Linked DNA regions of Gossypium arboreum: region 2 is linked to region 1. The links are chromatin contacts, called in public Hi-C maps. All regions are on one chromosome and are shown on one strand. The core of a region is the stretch at or near the end of the contact, and the rest is flanking DNA. Distances in the headings are between cores, read along the strand shown. Region 1 holds the start of LOC108480602 (classical arabinogalactan protein 4-like). Region 2 holds the start of LOC108483369.

Region 1 (4,218 bases), core at 626-3,125:
ATACAACAACATGCGCGAGCATTCATCCTGAGGTTAATCGGGGGTTTTCTAATGCTAGATAAATCTCAAAATCTGGTAAATTTAATGTGGTTATTACAACTTGTCAACTTGAAAGAAGCAGGGCGACTCTTCGGATTACATGACATGGTTTAAACATCACAATATGCCATATTTACTATTGGAAGAGGAAAAAAGTAGGCAACATCGTCGTAGGAGGCCAAGATGGCCCTATATGAGGCTGCAATCAGGAGTACGTGCCTCGATGGAATCATTATCAGCTCCAACCTCACAAGAGGAACTGATGGGTGAACTACCACTAGGTTAGTATGGTTCATATTATTTTGTTGTTTTCACTAACCCCTTTTTTTTTTACACAAGCACCACATTATGCACCATCATGCCATGCATCAACATCTTCTCCACGTATATTTTTTGCACCACCTCTATCCCTAGTACCATATTACACGCCAAGGCCAACAACAACATTGAGGTATTTGCTATCACCGACAATTCCAACATTCTATTCACAATCGGGTTATGCGACACTATACACTTATTCATTGATAGTGTCGTAAACAACTCAACATTATTGTTCTACCGAGGTGGGTCATCTTTGTAACCACCTATTACTACAATAAACGATATAAATAGGAACCTAGGATGCAAATACACTCAAGCACGAATGAATAAGATGAAAATGAAGATGAAGAAGATAAGGAGCTGGAACTCCAACTATGAAGAAATCTTTCTTGCAATCGACACCCATAGGGTCGTGGCACACGTTCGGGTCGACGACGCTATTGAATTTTTTTTAATTTTTTCATTTAAATCATTATTTTCTTTGTTAACTTTTAATTTGTATTATATTAAAAATTTTCATCCATAAGGTACTTATTCCAATTATATTTAAAAATATTCTATTATATTTTACATTAATAATATACTTATTTACAACCTAAGGAAAAATTTTAAAAATTGTTTGTATTGTATTCTATTGTATTTCATATCAATAATATATCAATATTTACAATTTACCAAAAAATAAAATTATTTGTTTGTTTCTTTTATATCCTACAAGGTGGGGCTTTCAACTCCTAATTATCACCTTAACAAAAAATACTTCTTACAAAGCGTTTTTTTTCTCATTTTAAAATCAGTTTACTTTCCTAAATTTAAGAAAAATACTTAAAACCCTAATTTTTTTTTTTTAAAAAGGGCGTTTTTCTCTAATTAAGGCTCACTAAGCGTTCATCTACAATGCTTAAAATCAACGCGTTTTGGAATTTACGTAAAGGAGATGTTAAACGGTCGGGATTCTCCGATTGAGATCCTAATGGGACACGTGTATGTTAATGATGTATTTGTCTTTTACCTGGAAAGTACAATAAAGTCACTCTTTATGGAGATTGATTTCACTTGCTTCCATGTACTTTTTACGAATTGTGAAATGCCGCTTGTAACCTTTTTTTGGTATGCTTCATTAATCATGGTACGGGTAATTTATCCACAAACCTGTATTGCAATACATGATTTCTAGTATATCTAATAAAAATAACATACAAGATATAATTTTTTTACAAAATAATTGATGAATTACAGATCTTTATTTCACAAAAGTTAAAAATATAGACACAATTAAGAAAAAGAAGTCTAGTCAAAAACTCTTTTGCTTTGTTTCAAAGTCCGAAAAAGAAAAAGAATCGATGGACTATTCAAATGAGAAAAAAAGTGATGAATTCCGAAGAATGGACTAAATTGAAATTAATAATAAATAAATGGGCTTAATAGAAAAAATATAAGAAAACTCCAAAGTTTTAGAAGACATAGGAAAAAGTCTGTCAAGCCCCTCCCCCAAGGCCTAAACCTTCTATATATATCTCGTTTCATCTCTCTTCTTTCTTTACCCTACTGCCGCTTCCTCTGTTAAAAGGCTCTTTGTTCCCTGTTTCGTATTTCTCTTAAAACTCTACAATGGCTAAAACCTTTGCTTGCTTTGTCCTATTAGCTTTCATAGTTAGTTGCGCACTTGGTCAGGCTCCTAGCTCGGCCCCAACCAATTCACCGCCGTCTTCTAACCCTACTCCGGCTCCCAAGGTTTCTCCAACCATGTCTCCAACCGCTACACCAACCGCATCTCCGCCGTCAACATCCACTCCCCCGTCTTCAGCCCCTGAATCTTCACCAACTTCCTCTCCCACTACTTCTCCCCCAGCTCCTCTCGCTGGTTCTCCCGCTGGCTCTCCCCCTACCGCTGATTCTCCCACGAACTCCATCAGCGAGACACCAGGCAGCTCTCCCACTTCTCCTACGAGTGCAGCCGCTTTGAACAGAGTCACCGTCGCTGGATCTGCCGTTGCAGTCGTTTTTGCTGCTTTGTTGATTTAGATCTGACTTTCGGGGGAGGACAGGATTTGGATTTGATGATTTTTATTTTAGGCTCATTGTTAATTTCTCATTTTTAGTAGTGTATTTCTTTTGTTTTTATTTATTTTTATTTATATTTTGACGGTGATGATGATTTTATATCATGATAGCGTGTTGCTATTTTGACGGTTGAGATTTGATGATAGCTTACTCTCGATTGTTATTATAATTATTATGATCAGTTATATATTTTTATGTATTTTTTCTCTATTTATTTAAGTTTGTTTTTCTAATTAACATTTAAGAGTATACTAATGAAGGATTGAGGAAAAAAACGAAAGACACAAAAGTGAGTGATGAAAAGTGCTAACGTGCGAACGATGGTGAGAGTGGGAGAGAAAGTGAACGCATAAACGTGGAAAGAGGGGTGGTGTCTTGTCTTTTATATGACCGATTTAGTGTTAACATGGTCGAAGGACAGCTGGATTGGTGTTGTACTATTTTTTATTAAAAAACATTTCTGGGGTTTACTTGTCTTTTGCTAGCTCGGGGTAGGGGAGGCATGGGGATAAACAAGTGTCACGTGGTCACAGCTGTTTTTAATGGGCCAACATATTTCCCATATACTGTTCATAGTTTTTAAAATAATAATCAATGTTTTTATAATTAGTTCTTCTGGAAAAAAGTTAATAAATTATTTTAAAGTAACATAAAGTAACTTGAATCAAAGTCCCAATTATACCACTTTTATCAAAGTTTTATTTGATTTTATATAAACTTGTGTCAATTTATGTATACGATATTATTAAGAGTTATCACCTATTCGATTTTCAATTAAGTTATAACTTTAATAAAACAGTTTTTTTAAAAAAATTATTTTAAAAGTATTTCTATATTTTTATATTGATAAGTTTTGAAAAATATACATATAATATTTAATATATATATACACCAAAAATCATAACATTTAAACTCAAAACATCACAATCATTATTATCTTAAATTTACTGTTTTAATTAAAATTATATTTAAATTTTGCATCAAACTTTTTATAAAATTGTTGACCTGAGTGTATCATAACTCATCATCTAATTTTATATAATCTTTTCACTTACATTATGATGTAAGTAATTTAGTATTTACTAAAATAATTATATATTCAAATAAAAATATATTAATATTTTAAAAATAAAAATATACTTTCATAAGTCAATGTGTATTTATTTATTAATTTAAATAAAATGAAATTAACTTTTAATATCATATATGTTACATATGATTTCACACATTTAATATTTAATTAAATTTTAAGTATTATATTTTTAATTGAAGTAATTAGAGTAAAATAATATTTTGATTTAAATTATTGAATATAATTAAACTGTATTAACTTATCAATTCAAATATTATAGTATAAAATTTACAAATCATAATTAAAACATTTTTAACATATACAACCTATAATATATTTTTACTTTAAATAATTAATACAAAATAATATTATTCAAAACAATAATAATTAACAACTAAGTTAATATCATCAAATTAAGTACCATCAAACTCAGTGAAGATTATTTGTAAGAAAAATGTAATTAAAATATAATGAAAATATAGCAGGGCGAGATATATAATATAAAAATGTTTGAAAGGGATTAGGTATATAAAAGTTTCGAAACGCATAAAATATAAATCATTAATGAATCGTTTCAAAAATGAATACATAAATAAGCCAATAATGAATAAATTTTAAAAATAATTTTATCATATGTTAAAATATATGAATATAGCATAAATATACAAATTAAAAAAAGCATAAATATACAAAATAGAAATATAACACATTCCAAACATTAT
Region 2 (4,058 bases), core at 93-2,592, 480 kb before region 1:
AAAGATTAAAGATCCTTATAAATTGTCCATTCAATGGAAGGCAATTCCAGATACATATATTCACAACTAATCATCTGTAGAATCAAAGACAAACAAATTCATTGGCGTTTCTTAGTCTTAGAAGATTATAAGAATTTGCAATCTCATCAACGACAAAGTTTAGGGCAATGATGTGAAACATCTAAACTACCTTTTAGAAAAGGGTCGAAAGTACAATATATTTTGCAACATAAAAGATTAAAGATCCTTATAAATTGTTCCGAGTATTCTAAATATGCTATAGAATGTGTGATATTAATATTAAAAAATTCAACCTTGCGTTCCCACGGGCATAAACAAAGGTGTCTGGCATACAAAGTGAGGAAGTGTTAGTTGAGCTGCCCGAGCACGATTAAACCTCCCTAGAATCTAGGAAAACCAGAGGAAAAAAATAAGAAAATTGCATATGAGCAACCATCCAAACCTCGCTAGGTTAAATCAAGAAACGTAATTAAAGTTAGAATCATCAAGATTGAGCCCAAGAAAAAATTTATCACGTTCACTTACTAAATATCCTTATAATACAGGAACAGACGTAATAACTGGTAAGAAGAATCAATTACCGAAAAGAAACAAAATTACGGTGAAAACAACATCTATGAAGAGAGATTATTCCATTAAATAGTTTAAAAGCAGTTTCTGTAAATCAACATTTTCAAGAATTGCTATTTTCCTCTAACTGTTACTATCATTCGACAAACGAAAGATGATGATAATAATAATAATAATAATATGCTGAGAAGAGGCGGGTAAATCTTTTGTTAAGATGATTTTGGCTCGAAAGTTAAATAAAAACAAAAGATGCAGCATTCAAAGTTTAAAAGTCCCACCTCGAAACGAAGCGCCATCAAGCAGTTTTAAGGGACGTTTAAATCGCGGTGGTGTAGCGTATCACAGGCCGCTATTTCACAATATCGGCGCCGACCGCCACCGCTAAAGGCCTCAATAGAAATGTGAAAATTTGCACTTGAACAGCAGCGGATCAAGGCGGCAAATATCAGTGTAACCGAAAACAGTGGCGATAGCGGTCCGCTATTCCCGCTAAACCGATAGCTTTAAAAAAATTTTCCTTCTCACCAAAGTAAACATAGGGAAAGAGTATGAGATGAGACAGAGTAATAAACTGTAGGATGGAAAACAAATATAACAGAGTGATGCAGAGGCAGATGGCGGATAACTCAATATCTCATTACTACCGTAGACATCTTCAAAGTTATGTTTAGGGTTTTAAAATTTAGAAACTTGGCGGCGTCAGGATATGGGTAGAAAGACGAAGGCATAGTTTGGATAGGCGATCTGTTAACTTACGGTGAAGTTAAAAATAATGGTGGCGGTAAGATTAATTACTGTAGCGGTGAGATTAATTACTGTAGCGGTGAGATTAGAAATAGTGGTAGAATAATTACTGTAGCGGTGAGATTAGAAATAGTGGTAGAATGTGTGTTTAGATTCAAACGCAATTGTGTATGGCGGTGAGATGAAAATGAAAATAACTATTAAGGACATTATATTAGAATTGATATATAATAGAAGTTTTAAATTATTTTACTTATATAAAATTATTAAAATATGTGAATTTATAAATTTATTTAATAAAATATTAAAATGTATCTTTTAATATTTTATTATAAATATTTTAATGAATTATATAATCAATTTAAATTATTTATTAGATAAAATGATAATAATTTTAATTTTTATAGTTAAATATTTTTTATAACAATGATAAATATTATTTTCGTAAATAGTAACATTATACTTGAATCAAATTTTGATTATTTAAGCGAATGATTTTCAATAATATATATATATATATATTAACATAAGACATAACAAGTTTCATTATTACTAGAAATTAGGTTTTGATACAAATTTGTTTTTACAAATATTGATTCATTAAACTATTTGCAATAGTTTCCCTTAACATTGCAATTTCAAGGTCACTTTCATTGTTAGAAGAACTCGATTCACCTCTATCAAAATGGCTTGAAGAGATTGGCATGTCGGGTATATTTTCAAATTGTCGAAAATCCTCATCATTTGACCAAGCATGTCTTCGAATGTAATTATGCAAAACCATTGTTGCAATAACTATTAAAACTTGCTTGTCGAATGAATAGCTTGGAATATCTCTTAATATTGGCCATTTTTTTTTTCAAACTCCAAATGTTCGTTCAATCACAGAGCGTAACGAAGAATGGGCATGATTAAAAATTTCTTTTTTTCCAGTTGCTCGATGATTACCTCGATGAAAGTCAGGTAAATGATATCGTTCCCCCCTATATGGACCTAGAAAACTTGCCATTTGTGGATATTCTGAATCCACAAGATAATATTTTCCTACAAAAAAGTAAAACATAATATCAGTTTAAAAATAAATTAAAAATTTTAATACTGTTTTTTATGTAAAGATTAATTAAAAAAATTAAAGTTCAACCTGGTGGAGGGTGTGGAAACTTTAACTGTTGTTTTCTAAGTGCTTGCAACAAAATTCTACTGTCATGTGCTGTTCCTTCCCAACCAGGAAATGCAAAAATAAAGCACATGTTGAAGTCACAAACTGCCATAATATTTTGAGTTGGTTCACCTTTCCGTCTGATATAAGGTATTTGACAAGAAGGCGAAATGCATGCTTTTATGTGTGTTCCATCTATGGCCCCAATACAATCCTTTAAAATAAATACAAGTAATGAGATAAAAGTTAGAAATAATTTATATTTTAAAAATATAAAGATTGTGTAAATTTTACCTTAAAGTGAGACCAATATCTTGTATCATGTCGAATATGGTTCGGTACTTCCTCGAATTGACCTTCAATGGGTTTAATTGTGTCTATTCCCATTCGAGCAAATATATGTAACATATCAATAAAAATTCGACTAACGGTTTCCCCAGATCGTTGAAATCGCTCTGCTGCATTTGAATTTGATTCTCTATTTCCAAGAATATACAATGATAATGCTAACTTCTCCATCGCAGATACCTTCCCATGCTTTAAGCCATAATTTGTTTGCAAATCATGCAACAACATGTGAAATATATTTTTTGGCATCCTAAAACTATTCATGCAACGATCATCATGCCCATTTAATACTTCGTCCACCCACATTTGACCTGTATAATTTGAATCCATACACGATTGCTTAGTGAAATAAGTTTCATGGTGTAGCAATACACTGCTTAACACTTGTTCTTCCTCTTCATGATAATTGTTGTGCTGAACTTGTGTAACAATTGTGGCTATTCTTCGTTGAGCTTCTTCACTTAATTCATGGGTATTATAATTCATATAAAAACTATTATACATATTGTTAAATTCATCCATAACCTGAAAAAGTAATCAAATAAAAATAAATTAATAACTTGTGACATTCTATACAACATAAAAAATTGAATAAAATCATAGCTAAAAATACCAAACATAAAAAATGTAACACCCCCACGGCCGATACCGTCGCCGGAGTCGAGCTTGAGGTGTTAATAAACCTAATTTTATCATTCGGACAATTTTAAACCATTGACTTCAACATTTATATTAAGCTGTTTATCTGCGTCACAGTCACTAAAAAAATCATATCTTGAGTTACAAAACTCTAAATTAAGATCCATAAATTTTTATGGAAACTAGACTCATATGTCTATTTACTAATTTTTTTATAGAATTTTTGGTTTGGCCAATTAGTACAGTTTATTAGTTAAAATTTCCCCTAATTCAGGACTCGATAGCTATGACCCCTGTTCACTAAGAATCATTTTTCTCTCTGAAAAAAATTCAAATGACTATGCCGTTTGTTTCTATTAAAAGTAGACTGAATAAGAAATCTGCACACATAAAGTATGCCTCTTAATTATTTTTGTAAAATTTTTAATGAATTTTCAACATCAGAACAGGGGATCCAGAAATTGCTCTGGCCCTGTTTCGCAAAAACTTAAATATCTTATAAAATACCTCTCATTTGCTTATTTCGTTTCCTCCATATGAAAATAGACTCATCAAGCTTCAATTTTATAATTTATTC

Evidence for each region. Hi-C and Micro-C count contacts between places; a contact is called where the count stands out from the background.
Region 2: a Hi-C map of leaf shows a contact between it and region 1, with 3 times the contacts expected there. The contact joins the promoter of LOC108483369 here to the promoter of LOC108480602 in region 1. A contact is called at or near these places in 2 of 5 Hi-C or Micro-C datasets (both in leaf).

Annotation. Positions count from the first base shown.
Region 1 is chr1:90,837,574-90,841,791 of ASM2569848v2, reverse strand. It overlaps LOC108480602 (classical arabinogalactan protein 4-like), which reads left to right and starts at 1,875. Exons shown (of 1, transcript XM_017783651.2): 1 at 1,875-2,661. The coding sequence starts at 1,972. The coding sequence ends at 2,385.
Region 2 is chr1:91,316,391-91,320,448 of ASM2569848v2, reverse strand. LOC108483369 reads right to left here and starts at 1,342. Exons shown (of 15, transcript XM_053029337.1): 1 at 870-1,342; 2 at 315-401. The coding sequence starts at 333.